Regions from separate parts of the Mus musculus genome. Here regions 2 and 3 are each linked to region 1. Evidence: chromatin contacts called from public Hi-C data. All regions are on one chromosome and are shown on one strand. The core of a region is the stretch at or near the end of the contact, and the rest is flanking DNA. Distances in the headings are between cores, read along the strand shown.

Region 1 (4,612 bases), core at 1,427-3,926:
ACCAGTGCCTAATTACAGGATGATCAATTAACAGCAGGCCTTTAAAAACTAGGAAGCCAGTTTTGATAACGAACAGATTTGAAGGGACCAGATGACAAGGTCCTCTTCAACTAAGTCCCACCCACGCCAGCCGTGTCTTTGTTTGGATTTGGCATTCATTTTAGAAACTGTAAAACACAACATGCCAAATTGGTTGATTGGAAATAGTGCCGCTTCCCAGAGGCCAACAATCTGCTGTCTCACGCAAGAGGAGAGAAGTTGTTAGAGAAACCTGTGGGAAGAAATGGGGCCTCTGTGAGCTGGGGTGACACAGGTCCAGGGCACACCTTGGTGAAACACCTCAGCGTTCCATTCTCTGTTGTGTGTCCGTGAATTCACTCAAGTGCGTCTGCTTCTGCTTATTGTATAATTGCCTCTGCCTTTTAAAAGGGGGCGCATATATATATATATATATATATATATATATGTATATGTATTTAATCTGGGACATTGCCTTTTAAGCTGAAGTTATATAGAATATTCTCCCTTAAAGTGGAGATTGGCCATTTTAAGTAATCGAGTTAAATTTTCCTGAAGGGATAATGAATTGTTAAGGACTTTAAGAACTCAACAACATCCAATTTGCAAGTTAAAAGGGAGGAAAGGAAGGAAGGAGGGAGGGGAGGAAGATGGACGGACGGACAGACAGACAGACAGAAAGAAGGAAAGAAAGAAAAGGGAGGGAAAGAAGGGAGGGAAAAGGAAGGGAACAGAAAGAAGGGAAGCAGAGAGAGGAGAGGGGTTGCTTTGTGATTTTGAAGTCGGAGAAGCCCAGAAGAAACACTTAGCCTTTCCTTAAATAATAAATACTGTCTGCTAAGTTGTTGAACTTTAAATCCTATGATAAAGTGGTACTTGCAGAGGCTGTACACAATCAGAGTAAACAGTTTTGTTCCCATGGGATTTCTGCGTAAGAGATAGGAAAGATTGCCTTGGCAGAGCATTGTCTAATAACATACAGTAGCCACCTTCTTAGAGCACTGCAATTTTTAATTCTTGAATCACATTTTATGAAAATTGTTAGCGAGCAGGGTTCGACACGTATAGTCTCAACGCGAGCTGACTGTTCATTAAAAGACTTTACATCATAGAGAGCAGCTTAATGGGAATTGAAACAGCTCCTGTTTTTAAGGGGAGCACTAGCTAGTAGGAATGTCCCCCCTCCCCCATAAGCATTCAGAATTACCTTCTGGCTAAACAGTGAGTCGGGAGAAAAGGAAAAGAAAAAAGGGAAAAACAAAAACAAAAGAAAAAACAAAAGACGAGGACTTTCAGCCAAGACCCCATTGGCAGGTGAATAGGATTTGGAACAGCTCAGAATTTGAGCTTCTGGTGTTTTGTGAGCTACTTGGTCTGGTTTGCTTTATCCAGGAGTGCTTCTAGATTTTAAAGCATCCTTGCTTGTTGCAAAGATAAATAAATAAACATCCAGGCATTCAGGGAGAGTTTGACTTCACTTTCTCTTTTCCTCATTAGCGTCTGTTTGGATCTCCTCCTTGCCCCTTCGAAGCTTTTCTGCTGGAAGCTGATGCTTTTTAGAAGAGAAGGAAACGCAAAACAAACAGGAGTTTAGAAGCAAGCATCCTTGCACCTTGGGTTGGGTGGGGCTTCCTGTGAATGTATTTAGAAAGGAACACAAGTCTTTCTTAGCCAGCATTTATGAGGCCCTACCACTGGGGCCACTGGTAATGAGAAAGAGGCATGGCTTTGATTTACTATTGTCGTTTAAATAGATTTAAATCCACTGAAATGGTTTTGTTCCAATTCTTCTATCCATTTTTTCTCAGTTCACCGACTTCTCAAAAAAGCCTTTCCCAGTGTTCCTGACAGTTCCCTGCTCTGCAGAGGCGACTGGGTGAGAAAGTTTTGTGCTTTTTTTTTTTTTTTTTTTTTTTTTTCTTTGTCTTGCTTTTCCACTCCTGCAACCCTCTGAGGCCCCAGGGAAATCCTTAGTGTGCACTTGGCCAGTATGGACCGATATAAATAAAATACAAATCAAAGGCATCGTTTCGCTGGCTCCTTTAGGTTTCTAAGGCAGAAAAAAACGTTCTGATCACTGAAGCCATTTCAGGGCCCGAAATTAGAAAGTAATAAAAAATATCACACTCTCCCTGGTGGGCAGTGCATTTAATTGGCTCCCCAGCAGGGGTCCAGCTCTTGAGTCAGAAGTGCTTACTGTGTGGATCCCTGCTTTGGAAGGACTACATGCAAACACTACCAAACAAGTTTTTTTTTTTTTTTTTTTTTTTTTTAAATCAGCAAATGAAAACAGGAACACCAAAGGGAAATTCAGAGATGGCTGGAGAAGTGCTGTAGAGCGCAAAGGAAGAAAGATGCACGTATTCTGAATTTATTTAAAAATTACCTACATGGGATAAGAGGGTAACTTTATATGTTTAAGTCCTTTGGGATCCTCCCTATGACCCCATTTGGAATCTTTTAAACTCTAGCAACATGATGTTTTTACATAGAAAATCGACCACGTTCGAACACTTCTGGATGTTTGAGGTTTGCCTTTTAAAAGCTGATTTTTGGGTCACTCCTAGCCTAAGCAGGACACTCTTGACGCTAGAGGAGGGATCTGGACGCCCGGAAGGGTTAGGATGGTCCCCAGCTTCCAACGACTGCAGACCTTACAGCCTGGTGCTGTGCTGCCACCTTCTGTCCCAGCTACTGCGGCGAGAGGCAGCTCCGCTCTGAGCTGGTTCCTTGAGCTTTCAGTGAGGCAGGTTCCATGGATCCTGCCTGTTCCCAAAGCTGAAATGTCGGCTCCAGGCCTGGGGTTTGGCTTCTTGTAATGGCCGCTTTCAGAACAAATATTCAGCTTGCCTCCTTTCTCTGCCTCTTCCTTCCCGCCCCGTTCCAGATCTGGAAGTTTCCACAGGTAGGAGAAATGGAGATGAAAGGGAAAGAAAGGCAAGGCTTTTTTTGCTTCAAACGCTGCAGATGCCTGTCTATATCATTGAGCTGAGTGAGATGGAGGAGCAAGGAAGGGGCCTTGACAGGCAGGGCCAGATCTAGCGCCCCGGGAGAGGTATTCCCAGGAATGAGCCATTGGTTGAGATATTTAAAACTTAAGTGGACAAAACATTAGACCCTTCCCCACAGGGAACAAGGCTACAGTGGCTCTAGGGACCTAACCCTGGTGAGCACAAAGCCCTTCCCAACTCTACTTTTTTTTTTTTTTTTTTTTATGATTTCTCAATTGACTTCCCATTCTATAAAAAGTATTATGTTTCTGCTGAAAAAATCCAACGGCTCTGACATTCGGTCTGAGGTCAGGCTGGCTTCAACACAGTTTCATTTCTGTGGAGCATTAAAATGCCCCTGTATCTACTTTCTTTGAGCAAAGGGCAAGTGAATTCACATAATTAAACCTATAAATACATATTTTAGACAGGAGATTGGGGGGATCCTTCCTTGACTACCGGCCAAAGCATGATGCTCAGAGTACCTGGGACCTGCCAGGGGGTCCTTGGCAAACCCCCAGCCACTCCTGACCCACCAGTTTTAATTTGCTTGTCTCACTGGTCAGGGTGGCGGTATCCAATGTCCATTTTGAAGCTCAGGGCAAGACTGTGAGGCCGGAAGAGTTAACTTAGTTTGCCTTCCTTGCCACAGTTCCCTGGGTAGATTTTATGTTCTATACTAGATAGCAAAAGACAAAGAGAGCGGGGAAGAGGCGACATATGTCACCTTGCTTAGAGGATCTTCTCTGGGGTGGCTTGGTTCTGCTATGAAGCTGATCACAAGGTGCCCATTAATTGCCAGGAATTGAGTTTGGACCCAGTGGGGCAAAGTGGAATAAGCCCATTAGGAGAAATCTCTCCAGAACTTTGAACTGTTCTCAGGGAAAAGTTTAAAATCCCACACTCTTTAAGACATCACGTGACTTGGCCCCATCCTATGCCTGCCCTCGAGGCTCTGAGGCTCCTGAAGGCTGGGCCTCCTCTCCTATCCTTGGGAACTAAGTATTGTATTCTTCAGAGCCTGCCTGTGTGCTCAGCCCAAATCCACGGAGCCTCCTCCCCAGCCCTCTCACCTCATCAGCCTGTCTCCTCATCTTCCAGTTCCCAGCTAAGAAGTCACATGTAGAGGGAAGGCTTCCCAGAACTTTGAGCCTGGGTCAGGCCTCTGGAGCGTTTCTTGGCTCCCTTGGCTCTGGTCCCACCAGAACACATGTCATAAAGACAAGACAGGAGGCCAAAACTGGTAACACACTGTTGGCCTCCTCGAGAGAAATGCTCAGACCAAGCAGGCACCTCGCTCGCACTGTTTGTAGGCCTTGCTCCCCAGGCCTTTTACTGAGTTGTTACTGATGCTGTAGCTCTAGGGTGGGTTGGTTAGTAGTAGGCTGGATTAGCAAAGTTCATCACTCAGGTAAGGCAAAGGGCAGCTCTTGCAGAAATAGCAGTGGCAGGCTCCACCTGGAAGGGCTTCCTACAGGAAGTAATTTCCCAAAAAGAAAGATTTTTTAAATTATTTTATTTTGTGGAGAAGGTTCTCTGGGCAGTTTCCACAGAGCATGCCCCTGAGCACCGGACCGTTGTTTCCATGTCTTAGGATGAAACAA
Region 2 (4,612 bases), core at 1,469-3,968, 220 kb before region 1:
GAGACGTCGCCTTTAATTATTACAACAAAACACCTAGTCTCAGCTTGGGGAGAGGGTCTCTATTGACATAAGCAGAGGTTATAAAATTTAATTAGCCATTCCTATCAGATTTATGGCATTCAAATTGTTCTGTGTTTCTTCCCTTTGATCCTGCCTGTACAATCCCCAAGATTTTTGTTCTGATCAAATGAGAATAAAGCTTACTGTACGGCGAGAACGTCCCCCTTCTTCTTCCCTTTCTTGTGCCCACCCCCAGCCCTCATTTCTAGTCTCTCACTTCTTTAACACCCCTTTTTTGTAGGCAAGGTCAGCCTGTGTACCCAATCACGACAGGAGGATTCAGACACCCCTACCCCACAGCGCTGACAGTCAACGCATCTATGTCTAGGTGAGTCGCTGTGACTTCTTGTGAGGCCCTCTAGACAGCGTCAGGCCACCCAGGGCCTGTGGACATGTGCGGGTATAATAATATAAACCACTGTTCATTAGTCTTTACTCCTGAAAAAAAAAAAAACACAAAAAGTTACCTTGACCTTTCAACGTAAGTTGAAACTAAACTAAACTAAACTAAAATTTTGCTGAACTAAAATTTGGGGAGTCTGTCCATGGAGCATCATAGAGTCACAAGTTAAGAAGGCAGGGCGGGGCTGAGAAAGGTTCAGCAGCTAAGTACACTTGATGCTCATGAAGAAAAGTTGGGTTCGGTTCCCAGCATGCACATGGCCACTCACAACCATTTGTAACTCTGGCTCCGGGGTATCCAGCGCCCTCTTCTGGCCTCTCCTAGCATGTGGCGCACCTACCTGCAAGCAGAGATACTCACACGCATAAAAATAAATAACTCTCTGAAGATGACAGCAGCCAAGTCAGGGAAAAGCAGCTGGAATGGCGTCATTTTTGAAATCATCGTTCCTCTGTTGTCCTCTGTAAGGAGGGAGGAAATGAAGATAACTTATGATTATTATTCAGAGAATTTGTGGAAACACTGGTGGGTGTTCTCTGACCATTTCAGACGCTGGTTCAGAGTTTGGTATAATCAGCTATAGTCTAGCCCCTCAGAGCGGCCATGTCCAGTAGAAACCTGATGGGAGCTACTCTGCATTTTACATTTTACATTATTTTTACCTTTTTTCCCCTCCCCCTCCCCCCACTTACATGTCAAATCACTTTAAGAAGGTCACCCATGGTAAAATGTTTTCTGTGACACATTGTATCCGTTTCCGTGACACATTGTATCCATTACTGACCTTCACATGCTGCTAAATCTTTGAGAGTTGTAAAGAAACTATGTCTGCATCCATACCTACAGACTCATACATAAGCGTATATACAGTGTATATATGTATCCCAGGACTCATTTTCCTCTCTCTAATTAATTCTGGCTAATTTTTTCAGTGACTGCCAGTTTATTTACAAACTGGTTGGCAGCGATATGTTTAAGTAGTCACTAATTGCCCCTAATGATAGTTTTAGTTTCTGTTCATCCGATTTTCCGTTGAGTTAATTAAATCGGTGGAGGTTTAGACTTTCCTGATGGGCTGAAGCAACCGATCCATTTGGATGATGCCCCCTGATTCAATTAGCACGCACTGCACGGCACGGATGCTGTCCCCCAGCTGGCCTCTGTGGCCAATACAGGGAGCCAAAATGAGAGAAGGGGCTGCAAAGGGCGCCTGGCATGCTTCCTTCCCTGCTTGCAGGAAAACAACTTTTGTCGTGGGACTTGCACCCACTGACAGAAGCATGCCACAGTGTGGCTAGAGTTTCTAGTGAACGCATGAATATCGTGGGGCTTGAAAGACCCATTCCCCACGTGTGATAGATCATCTGGATCTCGGAATCCGCGCCTGTATGAGTTAGGTAGGAAAATGATTTTCTGCAGTCTCTCCGCTGGAGAAAGCAGAAAGGTTACACTCATTAGATAATGTCGTCACAGTCCGTGGAAAGCGTGAGAGCAAACGGGGAACCTCCTGGGAGGAGAGGAGAGGGGCCTGCGTATGATCCCAGCTCCATCCCGGCGTTCACAGGCCGCTTCTGATTCTTTTCCTGCTTGTTTGTTCTGCGTATCCAGAGGTTGAAAGCGATGAAGTAATCGTAGGATGGGGATTGGGGGTTAAGCTTATTGATTGAATTATCATTAGGAGGCTAGCTGATGATTTATAGGTCGCAGAGGGTGGAGGGAAAGAAGGGGGTGGTGGGAAGAAAGGTTGGGGGCTGGCAGTACGGGGCGGGGGGTGGCCGATTCTCCAGGTAGGCCAAATGAAAGGTAGCTAGTTAGAAAGCGTATACAGCAAATTAAATACATTATTGTGGTAATGGGGTGACAGAAGTATAGGTCTATTATACGTATGGCAGTTATAGCGAATGTAGGCAGCTTGCCCTGTTCCAGAACACCCTTTGATATTTATTCTATTCAGCAGCAGGGCCAGGACTTCTCAGAATTAAGTGATGGGTCATTATACTTTAAACACCATGGAGAAGCCTAGATTGGCAATTAAACAGCTCTTGCTGACACTCACTTGTGCCACCCTGTGACCCCCTTTAGATTGAGATGTTGGAGCTCCGGGCCCTCAGCCTGCTAAATTGGGCAAGGCTCTTCTCCTGACGAGAGCAGGCCCTGAAATCTGCCGGCTTCAAAGGGAGCGAGATCATGTATAAACCATAATGTAGGTGCACCGTGGCTCACAAAAAATAAGGCAGGAAGAGATGAAATGTTACAAGTGCGAGGGGGGGCGGTGGTGGTGGTGGCGAGAGAATAATGACGATCCGCACGCGACTCAAAGCAGGACGGCTACACGGGGAAAATGCATCCCACGGCCTGTGCATAAAATCAAGGCCGGCAGATGACGTGCCGCTCACAGAAACGTGTCAACAGTGAGGCAAAGTGAGAGTGAGCATGAGAGAGGCCCCTGAGACAGCCAGAAACAAAAATTAGTTGTCCTTAACAAGTTTAGATTCATCATTATATTCTGGCTTCCAGCCATAAAAGCAGACAGGGGTGTATAATGAGCTGCTTAGAATTTTTTTGAGGGTGTTTTATGAGGCAGTTGTCTGCAGAAAGGGGGTTCGTGGGTGAAGGTGCATGCATCTTGTGTGAAGATGTACAGCTGTTGTGCCTTTTCCACGTGCATCAACGTGTGGAGGTCAAGGGACTCGAGAGCGTGCATTCTTTACCGTGGTACTCAGGTCTGCCTCCACCCCAAAATGAGCTCCAGTCTTGTTGCCTGCCTCCTGTTTGTATGTATACAGAGATCATACGTGCCCACATGGGTTTTTTTTTTTTGTCTTTCTCTCCTTCATGTGTTTGTACACACATTCTTATACTGCAGGAAAAGGAAATGTATGTATTTGAGACTTTGATCGTAAAAAGCTTCTCTCTACCCGCCCTTCATTCAAGGGCTTCCGGTGACTTCTGTTCTTAAGTGGCTTTTGCTCTGTGGGCTGGGAGCAGTGGGAGGAACGGATGTGACATCAGAGCTTAAGGGTTTACGTCCTTTTTTCAGTATTTGGGGGGCCAGGATGTTGGTTTTCTCTCCCCCTCCCCCTCGCACCCCCAACCTCTCTGATTCCTATTAAATCATGTCATTGTTTTCAAACTCCAGTTCTGCCTTAAGTCTGCAGAGGTGGCCAGAGGGTGGGATTTCTGAGTGTTCTCTGTGGATATATTTGTCTCTGTTAAGATACACTGAGCCTATTCATTCTTCAAGTTTTTTTTTGAAATACCTTTTCAAACGAACATTTTTATATTATTTGTTTCTCTGATCCACTTACAGAGGAACTTTGTAAATAAAAACAAGAACCCTTTGAAATCCTCACTGTGATGACATTTCACTGAAACCCCTCTCCTAGAACTCCCAGAACTCATTTCTCAAGAGCAGGATGCTGGTCTGCACTGGCCCCTGGGTGGTGGCTGTCCTCTTCTGGTTTTAGCCTTATTAGAAGGGCAGCCATTGCCTCAATCCAGCCTGGATTTGCCTCACCTGAGCAATCTGTCCTTCTCCTCCTTTGCCCTATTTTTGTACACACTGTGTGCTTCTTCAATTGAGGAGGTCTCTTCCTACCATACAAACCAAACATATCATGAGATGTGACAGCTGTTTGTCCTGTGTAGCTAGCTGATAGTCTCTTCTTGCAACAGTGGGTTTAAAGATCAGCTTTTGTGTCCTGGCAAAATTGTGTGTTGGGAAATGCCATTTCAAGGACTGAAGTGTGTAATGGGGAGCTTTCCCAGAAGTGCGTGCTGTTAGAGGCGCTGTTAACTCCTGATTGTTTTTCCTACGATTACAATTTTTATCATTTATAAGGCTTTTGAATGAGGCACAAATAACCTACTAGGCAACAGTAAGAATATTACTTACTGAGAAAGGGCGTGTAAGTCAGAATTCAGTGCTTCAGTGTGTGTGTGTGTGTGTGTCTCCATTTTTCTAAAAAATGAATGCACACATATTCAAACGCCCGTGACGTAAGATGAGAGTGGCACAGGACTCTCTAGAAGAATATTTCCCTCTCTGCTTCATTCACTCTCTCATACCATGCTCAAACGGTGGGCACAGTAACAAAAGAAAGAATAAAAATTGGATTGCTCTGCATCACCAGAATGAGGCCTAATGAG
Region 3 (4,612 bases), core at 814-3,313, 140 kb before region 1:
CTTATGATTACTAAGTGCCTATTGTTACCCCATGGTGCAGAAACACTGCTGAAATTAGTGGGTTAAAGGTGGTCTGAAAGGTAGGGGAGGACATGTTGGCTGGGGCGGCCTGGGATTCTGAGAAGGTTTGCAGCAGGAGTTAACCGTCAGGGATGCAGAATCATTTCAATATTGTAACAACTGTCCCGTCACACAGGTGCATAATGACTGCTCATAAGCTGGCTGGTATCTGGCACCTTGCTAGGTGCTGAGAACTAACAGTGAGGCGGAACAGACTTGTTTTATTGTCTAGGGACGCAGGCTGCCTTCGCTTCATCCCACTAATGAGCATATGATTATAAACCAAGATGGATGTTCACAAGGAAAGAAACTTGGTTGTGAAAGCATAAAATATAGGGGCTCCGCTCAGTGCCAGGTCACAGCCGACTTCCCCGAGGAAGCGTAGCATCCAGTGCTGGCAAGTAAAGTAAGTGAGGAGATGACTATACCTGTTCCAAAGGGGGAGTCCCTGGAGTGATAGAAAAGAGAAAAGTCAGTGTGCCCAGAACCAGTAGAGTGAGGATATGGGCTGGTCCAAGATGGCACAGTAGATTCACAAAGGGGCTAGGCAGGGATGGGTAAATGTCGAGATTTAGGGGGTCCAGGGTCACTGGTGGGTTCTAAACAGGTAGCTGACCATCATGTAGCTGCAGTTTTGGAATGATAAAGGCAGGGGCAATGGGAGATATTGCAATACAGCTCAGAGTTTGAGCTGAGGGTGGCAGCCTGCTCTAGGTGGTGGCCAAGGTTGGGAGGGGGCATGGGAAAGGATGGGCCAGAGAGAAGCTGGGCGTGGACCAGTGGAGGTGGTGATTCATCAGTCAAGAGAGGGCTTCCAGTTCCAGGTCCTTTCGCTGTTCTGAGTGGGGCTTTTTCCTAGGCTGTGGCATGGAAGTGAGATTAGCTCTCCTAACTGTAAGAGGTCTCATCCACTTTCTGGCCTTTACCTTCCTCAACTGTATAAAGGGGATGGGTTATATTATCCCCAGGGACCATGATCCTATTCCCCATTGGTGATAGCCACAGACAATAAAAATTTAACCCATAGTGTACACTCTCATTACCTTCCAAAGAAACTCCTAAGAGTTTCTTTGTCACAATCTCCTAAAACACTAAGATATAAAAATCTCAGGTCTTTCCGTCTTCGCAGCTGAGCACACGAGCTGTGGTTAGAGCTTACTACCTTCAGTCTTCAGGGTCTTCACTGAATCAGGCACATCATAGATCAGGAATATTCTGGGGCTATCCCCACACACACCCCGTGAAGTTTCTCCTGCCTGGCTATCCCATGACAGGGCCCATGTGAGCATCCTATCAAGCTAGTAAATTCCTATGACAACAGACCGTTTTATCTGGTAGGCCTAGAGATCTCCCCAGATGCTTAGCCTGTCTGAGAGTGGGGGCTGCTGGGGAAGTCAGGTGAGAGATGTAGTTGGGTAGGAAATGAGAGGAACTGAGATCCAGAGCTCAGCCTAGGCTATTTGTGAAGGCCAGGAGCCCAGGTTTCTCTTACCAGGTACACAGGGGAGCAGGGTGGGTATTTATTAATTTATTTCTGACAGAGGCTCAGTTCTCTAGCAATATCCCAAAAGGCATCAGTGCCATGCGGCTGCAGCGGCTGGGTGGGGCCTCCTCCTCCTCCCTTTTATCTTACTCAGTGCATAAATCCATTAGCATGTTTTTTTCTTGAGCAGCCAAGATGTTAGGACCCATCACTCAAGTCATCCACGTGGCATTTCAGCCTTTCACTGGAAGACAATTGTGACTTCAGTCAAAGCCTCTTGACAGGAGAAAATGGAACCCTAGGACAGAATAATGCAGCCAAGTGCCCGCTGTCCCCTGCAGATCGTGGCTCTGTGCGCCATTACTTCCCAAATTGTCCTGCTGAAAGAATTCGCTTGTTTACATCTCTTTACGCCCCGGCATTTAACCTTGGGTTCTGAAGACTCTCTCCTTTCTCCTCCTTCCTACGGCAATTATTTCCTTTGTGGCTTTCATTTTATGTAATTACGGTGGACAGTCATCACGCAGGCATTTTACTGAGCGGGCGGCAGGGCAGAATGGGGCTCCCATTCCTTCTGGCCTGGGAACCATGTAACCTGACTCATTTGGGTTTTTTTCCTCAAGGATTTTCACCCTCCCAAAAGAAATGGAGAAGATATGTACCTAAAAATCTAAAAACACAGGAAGGGACAGCAAATGGCAAGGTGCTGTGATCTTATCTCATGGTGGCCATGTCAGCAGACGTGACACAGAAAACAAATCGCGGTTGCCAACTTCGTGATTGTGCGTGGGTGGCTTTTAGCCTATGCAGACAGGTTTTTGCATTTTTTAAAAAATTTATTGTGGAACAGTTCGAACGTCTGAAAATAGACAGGATGTTGCTGGTGGGATGTGAAATGGTATACCTCTTTCAGAAAGACAGACTGTTGGTTTCTTAAATGGGTAAACATAGAGTCACCATATGATTTAACAACTGCACTCCTAGGCATACAGGCAAGAGAAATGACGACATTTGCACACAAAAGCTTACACTATTGTTCATTACAGTTCCACTTAAAATGCCCCAAAGTAGAAACAACCCACAGCCAATGAATAAAACTGTCATAAAAGAGAATATTAAGCCATAAAAAGTACCCACGTGTTGGCGTAGGCAGCAACGTGGCTGCTAAGTAAAAGGCGCCAGTCACATTATGTAATTTCATTGAGGTGAAATGCCCAGAATAAACAGATCCACAGAGGTAGAATATGCACTAGTAGTTTTAGGGCTGCAGAAGAGAGCAGAGTACAATGGGGCATTATGACTAAGGGACATGGGGTCTAAGGAAGGGGTAATTAAAACGAGGCCGTGCTGATGGCAGACATGCTTCAGGCAGGCTGCATGGTTCCCAAGTCACACCCCAATACGACTGACTGTCCGTGACGAATAAGATGGAGAATAGTCAGGGTTTCAAGCTCGTGGCCTTGAGCCAGTCTTACACCGAGCCGTAGCTTCACTCTTCCCTTGAGTCAGCACCATCTCGTTTGAATTGCAGTGTGAACTCCCAAAAAGAACAAGGGCTCTCCTAAGAAAAGATTATTCACACCATAAACACTTAACAATAATTTATCAATGGCATTCAATATACGTTGTTCACATTGCCACCTGTCTTTTACACACACACACACACACACACACACACACACACACACACACACACACAGAGTTGTTTGAGTCAGGATTCCAATGAGGTAGATGTCTTAACTTCTTTTCCCGTTGCTATGGTAAATACTCTGACAGAAACATGTTAAGGAAGAAGTGTTTCTCAGCTTACAGTTCAAGGTACATGGTGGGGAAGTCATAGAAGCTGGAGCTCGAAGCAGCCTGTCACTGTGTCTGTGGTCAGAGGAGAGCCATGCTTACCTGTACTCTCCATTTCACAGACCAGCATCTCTTGCCCAGGGAGTGATCCTGTCCACAGTTACAGTGGATCTTCCCACATCAGTCAATGTACTCAAGACAATGCCCTCCAGGCATGGCCCAGAGGCCCATCTCCCCGAGGTTCTGCATGCCAGGCTAACCACCCCAGGAAACATGGCAAAGGTTGAACTGTTCCTCCGAGTCTTTTCACCTTGAGATATCCTACCCGCTCTCCTTTGAAAGCCATCTAAAGTGTTTGAGACCTTTGTCTCAGACTGTCCCATAGTCAGGATTTTTACTGATAACATGCCAATTGTGTAGTTTAATGTGTTGCTCTGTCCCCGGAGTCTACTGTCATCGATTGGTAGCTCCTTCTAGAGTCTGCACCTAATTCATCCTTCTGTCAGGAGACAAAAAGCTCCCCAGCTTTCTCTCTGTGGTGGCTACTGGTAGCTTTCAGGGCTTGAATCCTTCCACACATTAGGACAGTGCAGTATTTAAAAAGTAAAAAGAATTCCCAACGTTCCTTCTTCACATACGAACCAGAGCTAAGTTACTTCATCTCACTTTTCTGACCCCATTAGAAACTTGTCCTATCTTGAAAGAGTCTTGAGTTTGACAGATGAGCACAGGTCTTGGAGACCCTGCCCTGTAGCTTCTAAAACCCTACACCTTACCTCGGAGCACAGTAGGGGCTGATGCAACGGCTCCGTGCAGGGAGCAAAATGGAAGAGACCTGTCTGCCCACCGTCCCCTTTCACCCCATGTCTATCTGCCCTTCCTCCAGCGCTCAGCAAGCCCATAGGTCTCTGTATGCTTACCTGCGCTGCTCTCGGCTTGACTTGCTCATTTATTCACCAAATATTTACTGAACACCTGCTGCATACCCAGCACCATGTGAGGAACTGAGGAGAGAAACACAAACAACAGATGATCCCCCTAAGAAGCTCACAGTTCAGTGGGGGAGGAGAACCTACAAGCGAATTGATCATTAGGAATCCCTCTTGTCACTCAGGTCACTTGTCACCTCCTTCAGGAGGCCTCTTTCCTTCTCCCTTCTGGTCCTGCAGAACCGACCACTCTCTCTGTGTTGTCCTTCTTCACGGATGCTGGTCCAGTGCTCATTACATTGTGGGGAGGGGGCAGGAGCATGGATATCCTCTGGCTCACAAG

Evidence for each region. Hi-C and Micro-C count contacts between places; a contact is called where the count stands out from the background.
Region 2: a Hi-C map of the N1E-115 cell line shows a contact between it and region 1, with 8 times the contacts expected there. The contact joins two enhancer-like sites. A contact is called at or near these places in 1 of 15 datasets of contacts at CTCF or cohesin (the NIH/3T3 cell line), 27 of 484 Hi-C or Micro-C datasets (the C3H10T1/2 cell line, MC3T3-E1-derived osteoblasts, the N1E-115 cell line and 18 more), 4 of 115 datasets of contacts at active chromatin or transcription factors (embryonic basal ganglia, embryonic forebrain, embryonic midbrain and 1 more) and 2 of 9 other capture datasets (embryonic stem cells and embryonic tail).
Region 3: a Hi-C map of the N1E-115 cell line shows a contact between it and region 1, with 2.9 times the contacts expected there. The contact joins two enhancer-like sites. A contact is called at or near these places in 1 of 15 datasets of contacts at CTCF or cohesin (the NIH/3T3 cell line), 2 of 484 Hi-C or Micro-C datasets (the N1E-115 cell line and cerebral cortex), 2 of 115 datasets of contacts at active chromatin or transcription factors (embryonic fibroblasts and embryonic stem cells) and 1 of 9 other capture datasets (embryonic stem cells).

What each region holds. Positions count from the first base shown.
Region 1 is chr19:56,131,630-56,136,241 of GRCm38.p6, forward strand. No RefSeq gene overlaps it. Among named protein-coding and RNA genes, the nearest start is that of Gm31965, 21 kb to the right of the region's middle. Within about 2 kb of position 2,677, at least 44 of the 459 cell types and tissues checked have an H3K27ac peak or open chromatin away from gene starts, as enhancers often do. A contact at or near this core is called in the N1E-115 cell line, where this site is marked.
Region 2 is chr19:55,912,258-55,916,869 of GRCm38.p6, forward strand. It overlaps Tcf7l2 (transcription factor 7 like 2, T cell specific, HMG box), which reads left to right. Exons shown (of 15, transcript NM_001331146.1): 8 at 302-388. Among named protein-coding and RNA genes, the nearest start is that of Gm52391, 24 kb to the right of the region's middle. Within about 2 kb of position 2,719, at least 43 of the 459 cell types and tissues checked have an H3K27ac peak or open chromatin away from gene starts, as enhancers often do. A contact at or near this core is called in the N1E-115 cell line, where this site is marked.
Region 3 is chr19:55,990,273-55,994,884 of GRCm38.p6, forward strand. No RefSeq gene overlaps it. Among named protein-coding and RNA genes, the nearest start is that of Gm52391, 54 kb to the left of the region's middle. Within about 2 kb of position 2,064, at least 32 of the 459 cell types and tissues checked have an H3K27ac peak or open chromatin away from gene starts, as enhancers often do. A contact at or near this core is called in the N1E-115 cell line, where this site is marked.